Regions from separate parts of the Gossypium arboreum genome. Here region 2 is linked to region 1. Evidence: chromatin contacts called from public Hi-C data. All regions are on one chromosome and are shown on one strand. The core of a region is the stretch at or near the end of the contact, and the rest is flanking DNA. Distances in the headings are between cores, read along the strand shown. Region 1 holds the start of LOC108454671. Region 2 has its middle 3.8 kb from the start of LOC108455845.

The links. Hi-C and Micro-C count contacts between places; a contact is called where the count stands out from the background.
Region 2: a Hi-C map of leaf shows a contact between it and region 1, with 2.1 times the contacts expected there. The contact joins the enhancer-like site here to the promoter of LOC108454671 in region 1. A contact is called at or near these places in 2 of 5 Hi-C or Micro-C datasets (both in leaf).

The regions. Positions count from the first base shown.
Region 1 is chr9:60,485,904-60,491,670 of ASM2569848v2, reverse strand. LOC108454671 reads left to right here and starts at 3,330. Exons shown (of 5, transcript XM_017753202.2): 1 at 3,330-3,454; 2 at 3,961-4,082; 3 at 5,303-5,420; 4 at 5,510-5,664; 5 at 5,761-5,767. The coding sequence starts at 5,338. The coding sequence ends at 5,633.
Region 2 is chr9:60,576,070-60,581,491 of ASM2569848v2, reverse strand. No RefSeq gene overlaps it. Among protein-coding and RNA genes, the nearest start is that of LOC108455845, 3.8 kb to the left of the region's middle. Within about 2 kb of position 2,536, at least 2 of the 2 cell types and tissues checked have an H3K27ac peak or open chromatin away from gene starts, as enhancers often do. A contact at or near this core is called in leaf, where this site is marked.

The DNA of each region.
Region 1 (5,767 bases), core at 2,081-4,580:
TGTACCTGGACAATATTGTAATCCTCATGTGGTGTGCTACTAATTATGTATTTGGATAATATTATTAATTTAATGTTATATAGTACTAATTGTGGTTTGGAAGTTAATTTATTATTTATTCAATTTTTATTTTTGTTTTTTATAACATAATTAGGAATCATTTATTCGCTTTGGTTGTTTTAATTTATGACTGTTAACATTCTAGCTTAATAATTGAGTAATATTATATACTTAATTTGATGTATTTATTTATAAATAAATCATTGCAATATATGCAAAAAAAGTAAATTATAAATTTATAAATATAAAATAAACTCAATTAAACAATGAAAAGATAAGAAAATCTCAAATGTATGTTTGTTTTATTGATAATAGTTTTTATGAAATATTTTCGGAAATTTGCCAAATAACAAAAAATATTTTACATAGATTCATCCAAACACCGTAAAATATTATCTATTCCGGAAAAGTAAGTTATATTCCATAAATCATTTTCGAAAGTCATTTTCAATTAAATAAACGAGTCTAAATTTTGGTGCAACACCATTTAGTTTGCACCAAAAATGTGTATTTTTTTTTTTAGATCTCTATAGTTTTTTTTCTATTGTTTCTATAATTTATTTTCTAGAATATGTTTTTTAAGGTATTTCAATATTCGTGTATGTAAAGTTCTCTTAGTATGTGCATAATTTATTATCCAATCATTTAGTGACGACGAAATTATAGTACTATGATCTTTAATTGACTCGTGACATCATTATTTAGACACTTTAAGTTAAGCTTGTATCACGATTTGACTTCCTAAAATTTTATTATTTTCCCACTTTGATATTTAATTTATTATCTTAAATTGGTACCTAAACTATCATTTTATTATAGTTTTTGGTTTAAAAGTTAAATGTGTTAAATAGTGATGCACATTACTAATAAAAACATGCCACATATAATTTTTTATGGCTTTTTTTATAAAACTAACCCCAAAAATATAATTAATTACATAAATGACTCATTTTTTGATAAAATACATAAATGACTTAAAATCTACAGTGAAAGTTGGTAGAGCCATGTAGAATGATGCCACCTATATAAATACTAGGGAAATACTTCAATTTTTGAAAAAATGGGGGGTTTTAAACAAATTTTCTTATTTTTTTGGTGGAGCCAAATAATTTGGTGCCACCAGTTTTCGTCTTTGCCAACTTTTTATCCTTTTTCTGTTTTTATTATTATTTGTTTATCATATTTTAAATGTATATTTTTTGGTAGAGCCATTCTAAATGGCTATTTGTTCATTTAAATTCTTTTTAAAATTATTATTTTTTTAAATATTTTATTTGGTGGAGTCATTCCCTTTGACATGACCAAATTGTTATATATAAGCCTTGATGACACATCAATTTTAGTTTAAAAAAATTATTTATACTTTGCTAGATAATGAATGAGAGAGATATGATAAGCGTTTTTTTTAAAATGTATTTGTGTTTTTTTTTTAATTTGAAGGTATGCTTTGTTTAACGATAATTCGGTGGAGCTCTAACACTGGTAAATTTAATGGTTATTTTCATATGCCAATTATTTATTTAGTATTGGGTTCAAATTGGTTATGCAATCAACGAATGGATTTTTTGGGATTCTTTAAGTCAATGGAATGTTTGAAGGTTATAAGGAACCCCAATCGAACCGCACGAATAAGATCATCAATATTGGTAGCATTCAAGCTACAATTTAATAGCATTAAAAAAGTCGCTTTTGTTGCGGTTTAAATGAATTGGTGGCGCCATTTACAATAGCTCCACAAAAAAATATACATTAAAAATATTATAAACAAATAATAAAAAACAAAAAAAAAGACAAAAAACTAGTAGGAACATTGGAAACTGGCAATGCCAAATTATTTGGCTTCACCAAAAAAAAGAAAATTTGTTTAAAGCCCCCTATTTTTTTAAAAATCACAGTATTTTCTTGATATTTATATAAGTAGTGCCATTCTACATGGCTCCACTAAAAAAATAATTTTTTATCTCAATTATTGACGTGACATGTTGGTGGCGCTAAACAGTGGCTCACTAACTTTTACAGAGATTTTAGGTTATTTACATATTTTTATCAAAAAAGAATCATTTACATAATTAATTAAGAATTTTAAGTTAGTTTTATAAAAATATCCTTCTTTTATACATCATAATTCATTACATCCATTAAAATTTGTTCAAAATTTAAAATATATAATATCAAACAAATATAAAAATTTATTCAATTTAATTTTTTATAAATATAAAAATCATAAAAATAAAAACAATTTATAAATATAGAAAATTCAAAAAATATATAAAATCTAAAATTAACAAAATTTAAAAAAAAATTTATGATGTACCAATTATATAAAATAAAAAACATGATAAACGAAAAAATTAAAATTAAAATTTTAAAAATTATATATTTAAATGGTCAATGATCAGACAATAGTTAGCCCATAGTCATATCAATAATTAGTGGTCATGTCGTAGATGACATGAAAAAACACGTGTCGCGTTTTCATAGCTCGAATGTGCCATTTTTTTAACACAGTTAATTTTTTCAATTAAAAATTATAACATATTAATAATTGAGTTACCAAAATGAAAAAATGTACTAAAATGAAAAAAATATATCTATAATTTAGAGGTCAAATATAAAGCCTTTTAAGTTGCTAAAGGTATAAAATATTTTTGCAAAAAAGAACTTAATAATTCTTTTGCCCTTATGCTATAAATTATCACTTCGGTAGTTGTATTAATTTTTTTATCAGTTTAGCCTTTGTATTATCATTCTGTATAATCCTGTTATCTTATTTATATTTTCGTTAAATAAATTATTTTATCCAATCAAACATTGCCACATGTAAATAACATTAAATATTGAAAATAAAAAAATCCTAAAGTTTTCAAGAATTTCATGAAGTTGTTAAAAAACTCATAAAATTCTAAAATTTTATAAAAATCCTAAAAGTCTAAATAAACGAATTTTTAATTTTTTAAAAATTCTTTTGAAAATTTTCATGCTTATAATTTTTAAACTATATTTTAAAAGTTTTAAAAATAGATTATAATTTCTTTTAGATTTTTATAATAATTTCCTAAGTTTTAAGTTTTTATTTTGAATTTTAATAATTTTTGTGATAACAATGTTTTTTCTTTCTTCGACAAGTGGCAACATGTTTGGTTGGCTTAACTTTTTTTAGTAGAATGAAAATACAAGGGTCAAATTAATAAAAAATAGTATCATACCAAAGTGATAATTAAGCTATAGTATAGGGGTCAAAAGAGGTATTAAGCCTAAAAAAGAAATCTGAAACGATATCGTTTCAATCATCTATGAAACTAAAAGAACAAGGCCGAGCAAACCCCATTGAAACGCACAGCGCCGCCCCACACGAAGAAACCAAAGATTTTTGTTTTCTCTCTTCTTGATTCCGGTAATTCCATTGAAATCATTCACTTTTCAATGTTTTAAATAATTTTATATGGGATTTATTGATTTGGATTTCTTTTGTTTATTTGATGTTTAACTAGTAATTTGCATATCTCCTGAGGCAGTTCTCATTTTCTTAAGTGTTTTTGATTTATTCTCTGCGTGGTTGTTGAGAAAACTTGGAAGTCTTTGAAATGCCTGTATTGATGCTTTTCGTTATTGGGATTAATAAATGAAAACCCAGCATTTGATTGCTTTACTCTCACTCATTTTCATGTCTGACATGACTATGTTCAATTTTTTTAGTTTTTCTATATGTTTAAAAAGATGAGTCATATTACCTTGCGGATATGTGATGAAGACGAGTTTCGGAAAATTTCCGATGCTTCTTCTGTAAATAATCGTAAAAAGGGTGGTAAAAAATCGTAAAAATCAGAAGATTTCTATCGCTGAGTTGGATTCGTTTAAAATTGCGAATGAGAGTTTGATAGATTCGGACCTTTTGAATAGAAACAGAGTCCTTAGTAGAGAAGCTGAAGATGCTTGGCGAATGGTTAAAGTTCTTGGGTTAAAGGCTTCTTGAAGCAACAAAGTAATCATCGCTGAGCTCATGCGTATTGAGGAAGAAAATTGTAAGTAATTTCTCATTATTTTCTGATTGTGTTGAATCCCCTTGAGTTATATTTTTGGCGTTGGTGTTGAGTATCTTCGAAGTGATTTCTAGATTCAATTTGTGTGGTGTGCTTGGCTTGTTGTTGGGCTCTTTGAGTGAAGAGGATTTTATACTTAGATTGTCAGAGGATTAGGTTTCGGTTTAAAAGTGAGGGCGGTTTGCATGATTGTTCAGCAGTACCGTGTTGATATGCTTCTTATCCAGGAGACAAAGTTTTAGGTTGTCCTTGTGAGAAACGTTAGAGGTATCTGGTACAATGATGATTTTTATTTTGTTTCTTTGCTGCTGATGGTAATTCAAGTGGAGTTCTTGCTATTTGGAACTCTAGTCGCATCAAGTAACAGGTTTATGTGGCCAATAGAGGGGCTATGGTGATGATTTTGATACATGCATTCATTCTTGCAAGGGAGTTTCTTTTTTCTCAGTTGATTGTGGAGATTTATGGAGTGTTTTAGGTGCTTGTTTTGCGGTTTATGCCTCGTGTTAATTTTCATTTTCTATTATTAAGAAGCACTTATTTTGGAGTGCTGGTATTGGTGGTGGTTATGGAGTTACATGAAGCTGATGTTTTGCGATTCAAGGAGTGATTTGGAAGCTGTTACTGATGCTCTTTTAAGGGAATTTTCTTTGCAAATGAATTTTGGTGACTTAGAAAGTTCATTGTTGCAATTTTGAATTGATGGCTAGTGTGTCATGAGTGCTTGGTTGGTGTTTCTTTTATTATTCTTATTGTAAGTTTAGGTGTGTGTCTTTGCTGCAAGTTGTTAGCCGTTTTGATCAAGGAGCGTGATTGTATTCTTGTAGTAGTATTGTTGTTGATGTTTTCAAAGGTGTTTGTTCTCTGCTACTCATTGTGTACTAACCGTTCGGCTAGTCTTGCTTTATTGGGTATTTAATAAAATTTTTATTTTGGCTGAGCAAAAAAGAAAAAATTCCCATGTTGACAGTGGAAAGTTTTGTGCTTTACATGCCTGTTGTGGTAGGTGGATGTGAAAGCTGCTCTTAAGATCGAACTTGGCAATTCTAGTTCTCTTTTTGACCCTCATTCTCTGATTTATATGTGTTTGAGCTGCAATCTGCTATTCTAGAATAATATTTCTTTTATTTGTTGTAAAAATGCATGGATTAACATGTAGAATATTGATAATGGAAATAACAACAATTTCTTTGACTTGTTAGGTCTTTTTCATTGTTGACGTTGGTTTAGAATCACAATGACACAAGCACGGAATGTCATGGTTGCTTCTGGCTTACTAGTTTTTGCAGCTGCAGGCTTAGCATTTCCATTTTATATGGCGTAAGTATAATTCTTTTTCCAGAGCAATGTGTTGCCAAGAGCTATGTTTATCAACTTGAAAAAGTTGAATAATGGTTTGTATCATCCAGGACATCTAGGAGACCTGTAGATTCATCTAAACCACTTCCTCCACAGGCAACTTTTCGAGGGCCTTACATAAATACTGGTTCACGTGATGTCGGACCTGATCACCAGACTTACACGAAGAAATGATCCTTTTTTGTTGATTTAACTGCTGTTAGCTGTAAGTTAACATATGCTCCTTTCTGCACTACATGAATTGGCAACCATTCAGTGTGTTTGTGGAGGCTGACCTAGAAATTCACTATGCTTCTTGCAGCATGATG
Region 2 (5,422 bases), core at 1,287-3,786, 91 kb before region 1:
TTTGCATTATTATTACTATTATTATTATATTTCTTTTACATTTACTTACCTACTTTTTTTCTTATATACATTTATTTTATTTTATCATTTATTTATTTATATCCTTTTATATAATTTTAAAACTTTAAATTTATTATTATTATATTATTATTAATATTATTATTTTTAATTTGTTTTACACAATATTTATTTATTCATTTAATATTAGGTCTTAGCTTCAAATTTTAGTTTGTTATTCTTATTATTTGTCTTTTTGGGCTTGTTTATTTTACTCTATTTTCGATCTTTATATTGTTATTTTTATTACGCAATTATTACCATTCTGTTATGCATGTTAGTATCGTGATTTCTTTCTCATATTTTACTACAAAATTGTGTTACATCTTACCCGACACATTATATTTTGTTTTTTAAATAATTGATACTCCGCGTTTTGAAATTCGAAAAGTTGTTCCCTAACTTACGGGTGTTAAAGCCATTTTTTGTTTTAAAAACGGTTGACATTTTATGAAAACGAAAATGGAAGTCGCTACCAATCCTTTATAAGGTGTGATTGGGTCATCTTATGATTGATCGTTTTAATAAAATGTTTTATTTTACTAAAACAACAATTTTGGCCTATGAAATTCGAGAAAATAGGTTCGAGAGTTGGTTACATATGAGGAAGGATTAGCGCCCTCGTAACACCCAAAATTGGTACCTAATCGATTAATTAATGTCTGAACGTCGAAAGTTGGAAACTCGAAATGAATTTAAAATACGATCCTTTCTATTTAGCTCATTTTAAAAATGCTTGAATTAAATTGAAACGAGCATCAAAGGCTCACTCGCCCTGAGATAACAAAATACCACATCCCGTAAGTTAGGATGCGACATTTGAATCCTCGAGGATAAGTTTGCCTTTTATTTTTATCGAAACTTCGTGTACTTTGAAATCTAGAAGGATATTAGGTTAATTGGGTATAACAAGAAAATCGAAACCCCGTAATTTAGGACACGATTCCTCGAGTTTCTAAACACCAAATATTGTCTTTATCTTGTTTAAAATTAAGGTATTTTGAAAGTTGAAGAAATATTGGCCATCTAGGTTTAACGATAAAATCGAGACCCCATAAGTTAGGGCATGATCTTCTCTAATTCCCAAAGAGTGAAATATTACCTAATTTTTGAAAGTTTTTTTTTTCGAATAATGCCTAGGTGTAATAATTAAACGATGCGTATTTATTTAATTTAAAACGATAATGTGTGAATAAGATTATTATATTAGTGAATAGCAAGAACATGTATATACTAAAAAACGAGTTACCAGAATCACATAATTCATACTACTTAACTACTAATAAGAATAATCGAATAAGAAAATAACTAAAATGAGATAATGGCACAAAAATAGTAATAACAATAATAAGAATAACGATGGCAACAATAATGAAATCTAAATTAATTAAATGATTTTAAAAAACACCAAAGCAAAATAAAAGAAATGAGGAACGATTGTAAATTGTAGTAAAGGAAATATTAAACAAGTAAAGTGAATAGATAAGTGAATCTCCGTGAAATATTAGATTAAAAAAGATAAAATAAATAAATAAATAAATAACTGGAACAATTTGTGGAGAAAAAGATTGAAATTAAACAAGTCGAATATCGCATTGAATATTGAAACAAAGATAAGGGGAATGAGTTGTAAATAATCAAAAATGAACTAAAAGGGGTTTAAAAATAACTCGAAAAACAATGACAGGGACCGAATCAGCAAAATCACCCTTCCCAACATGCACACTCCTAAAAGGACCAAACAAAATTTAAAAAAAAAAATAAGCGGGGCGAATTTAAAAAGATAAAAGAAAAAGAAATAGGACTGCAATTAAACGCGCGAAAAAAGGCGGGGATCAGTTAGGAATTATCCCCTGTCCCCAAAACGACACCGTTTCAGATGTCAGCCTCTCAAAAACAGTCCTGGTACCAAATTGAAAACGAGACCAAGTTAAAGGGAAAAATTAAGAAAAGAAATAAATCAGGCCCAAATTAAATAATAAATAAAAAAAGGCGAAAAGTGGGGGATCAATCGCATAAATGTCCCCTTTTCAAAGAAAACACGTGGATCTCCCCTCAATGGGGTCGGGTCGTACTGGTATGGCTTAAAACGGTGGCGTATTGGTCATGGCTAATTAAGTCCAAAACGGCGCCGTTTTAATCCTCATATAAATATAAAAAAAAAAAGTCATTTTCCCCCTTTTTTCTTCAAAAATAGAGAGCACCTATAGACTCTCTCTCGCCCTCTTTTTCTCCGGCGAGCTAGCGCGGTGGCTCCGCCATATCTCCGTCGTGCCGAAAAATGAAACATTCGGACCCTCTCCTCTTTTTAAAACAAGTTTAGATCTACTTGCAATCTTTTGAAATAAATAAAAAAACGAATAGAATTTGGCCCTTGCACTTTACCCATTTCATATTCCTCTTCTCCGAAGCTTATTCGAAACCTTAGGGTTTCTTATGGCTTTCATGAACGAAAAAGGGCTTCCAATGGTGGCGAGGCGCGAAGAACAGGTGATTTCTCTTTTATTTCTTTATATTTGCTTCGAGAATCAAGAAAATAAGAGAAAGGGACTACCTTTGGAAATCTTTGTATTTCTTTTTAGTATGGATTGTGTGTGTAAAAATTACAAAAACGGATTCCTTCGGCTTTATAACCGAATATATTTTTACAATTCGTTTGTTTCTCGTTTCTATTGGCTGCTGTCGTATTGTATTCTCCTTGGTTGCCATTTTCTATTGTGTGGTGCTTATCTTTTCTGCAGGTACTGCAGACGTGGAGATGCAGAGGCCGTACGAGGGCAGCGCATGGGCATACGGAGGCACGAGCGGCGCAGCAGCTGCTAGGGTTTGCTGGGCATGTTTTGGTTTTGGGCCCTTTCGGGCCAGGTTTATTTTCGGGCTAGGTTTTAAGTTTTGGGTCTGTTTAATTTGATTTAGGCTTGTAATTGGGTTTGGGCTTGGTCTATTTTTGTATTTTGGGCTGTTTTATAACTGGACTGTTTAACGGGCTGTAAAATTTGGACTGCTTTAATTTGTGTGGATTTGGATTTATTTATTTGGATTTTATTCTATAAATTGGGGCCAGGCTAAAATTGGCCTATTACAACGGGGTTTTGACTTTCTCGATGAATTCAAATATTCGAACATTTTTAAAGTATAAATAAATTTCAAATAATCTCAGGAATTACGAAAAGATCGTATTCTAAATTACAGAATATGATTTCTTTCTAAAATCGAGATAATCGAATGCCTTTTAAATGATTTTTTTGGCATTTATTTTCGATTCGAGGATTTAAGACATTTTGTCCTAACTTACAGAACGTAATTTTTTTTCTCGATTAACGTAAAATATGTCATTTTCTTAAAAAATTTTCAAACAAACGATATTTTAAACAAAGGATCATATTTTAAGTTTCTTCAAAGTTCTCAATTTTCGACACTAAGACATTAATTAATCAACTAGGTACCAATTTCTGGGCATTACGAGGGTGCTAATCCTTCCTCGTGCGTAACCGACTCCCGAACCCTTTTTTTTTTTAAATTTTGTGGACCAAAATCGTTGTTTAAATAAATCAAACCATTTATTAAAAAACCACTTTTACAAGGTGACCTGATCACAACTTATCAAAAAAGATTGGTGGCGACTCCCGTTTTTGTTTTTTATAAAAAATAGATTTTCAAAAAAAATGGTTTCGACATGTAGTATATTCGTTTTGTATACTTGTATTTTTGAACAAATTGGTTTAATAAAAACATCCAAAAATTACATTAATATCATTGTATATTGTCCTCAATGGTTTTTGCATGCAAAACAAAATGAAAGCAAATATTGGGTCACTAGTTATCTAACGTTTAAATAATACTAAGCAGTATTACATGATCAAATCATAATACAGAAAAACAACTTATGTTAGTAGATGAACCTAAACATGTCCTTAGTCTAATTGAAAATGTGCAAACCGATTGAAAGACTAATATGTCATCTATCAAGTCCACTTGGGGAGATGCTTTGTCTTGAGCATCGGAGTGGATAACTCCCAGAAAATAGAGACATAGATGTGATTGACTGAACTGATAGTACATTGAGCATGACCCAAGTAAAATAGATCCTAAATTCGTTTATGGATTTATTCATTTGTGACGTGTGATATACCTTAATCCTAAATGGATGATGGACTATGTATGTGTGACTCATATACTTTGATGTAAGTAAAAGTCTAAGTTCAAATAAATAAGAAACCGAAAGCTAGTGTGTTGGGTATGCGACTTCTGCAATATGTAGCATCATTCACAATAGTGGAATCGATAACCCAATAAATAGGTAAATGATATCCTTTCATTGGCATTACATGATAGATGAAAAGTAAAAGTGATCATAGGTCGCATGTCTTTATGATAAATGACTTAATTACTATTTGATAGTAATTGACTTTTCATGAAGGAAGATGTAATGGTTACCATGAGATAAAATAGGATCATATTGGGAGACCAAATTTATCCCAAAGAGATTAAGGATATCTTATGAGGGTAACACACTTATGACAAGGTCATTGGACGAGCACTAGTTGAGTAGCTTTCGAAATATTATGTAATTAGAGATAGCTTAGTCATAGTGGAATGACTTTATAACTAAATGAGTTTATAATTAATAGGAGAAAAGATAGAACTTAATTATAAATAATTTAAGCTCTAATTATATATTTTCAATCGATCCCTCCACTAGCTCATTGAAACCCGAAATAAAGTGCATAAAGAATCAAATGAACAGAAATGGATGGAAATGATAAAGCTAGAGAAATGGGCCACATTCGGAAATGAATGTGTTTTCCCAATAAGTATAAAAATGACTTGAGAATTAATTTAAGTTTTTTGAATTGTTATTTAATTAAATAATTGGAGTTCGAAAATGGAATTAAATTATTAGTCATTGTGAATCCGTTGAATATGAAAATTAAATATATTTTCTTATAAAAGTTGACATGACTTTAACTATATTAGAATTAGGTTGAGAAAATTATTTAATTGAAAAATAATCTATCTAGTTAAATTAATTTATAAATAATATTTATGATCGAAATAGAAAAACATGTATCGAGTTGGGTTAAATTATAAATTGCTAGGTTAAAAGTCAATGAAACACAAATAATTGGACCCAATACAAGAGAGACTCAAATAGTTGACATCCCTAATGTATTTAACTGGGAAGTGTCACCCCTTTCTTCTAGTTAAACTAGAATACTAGTTTTTCTATTAAATATGTATTATTTGTGTTCTACTAATTCAATCAGGATTCTCTTATCTCTCTCTCTAAATAAATGACATTGTTAGAGCTATTTACAATAGTTCATGCAAGTTTTCAATATTGTTATTATTCCATAAAAGAGCG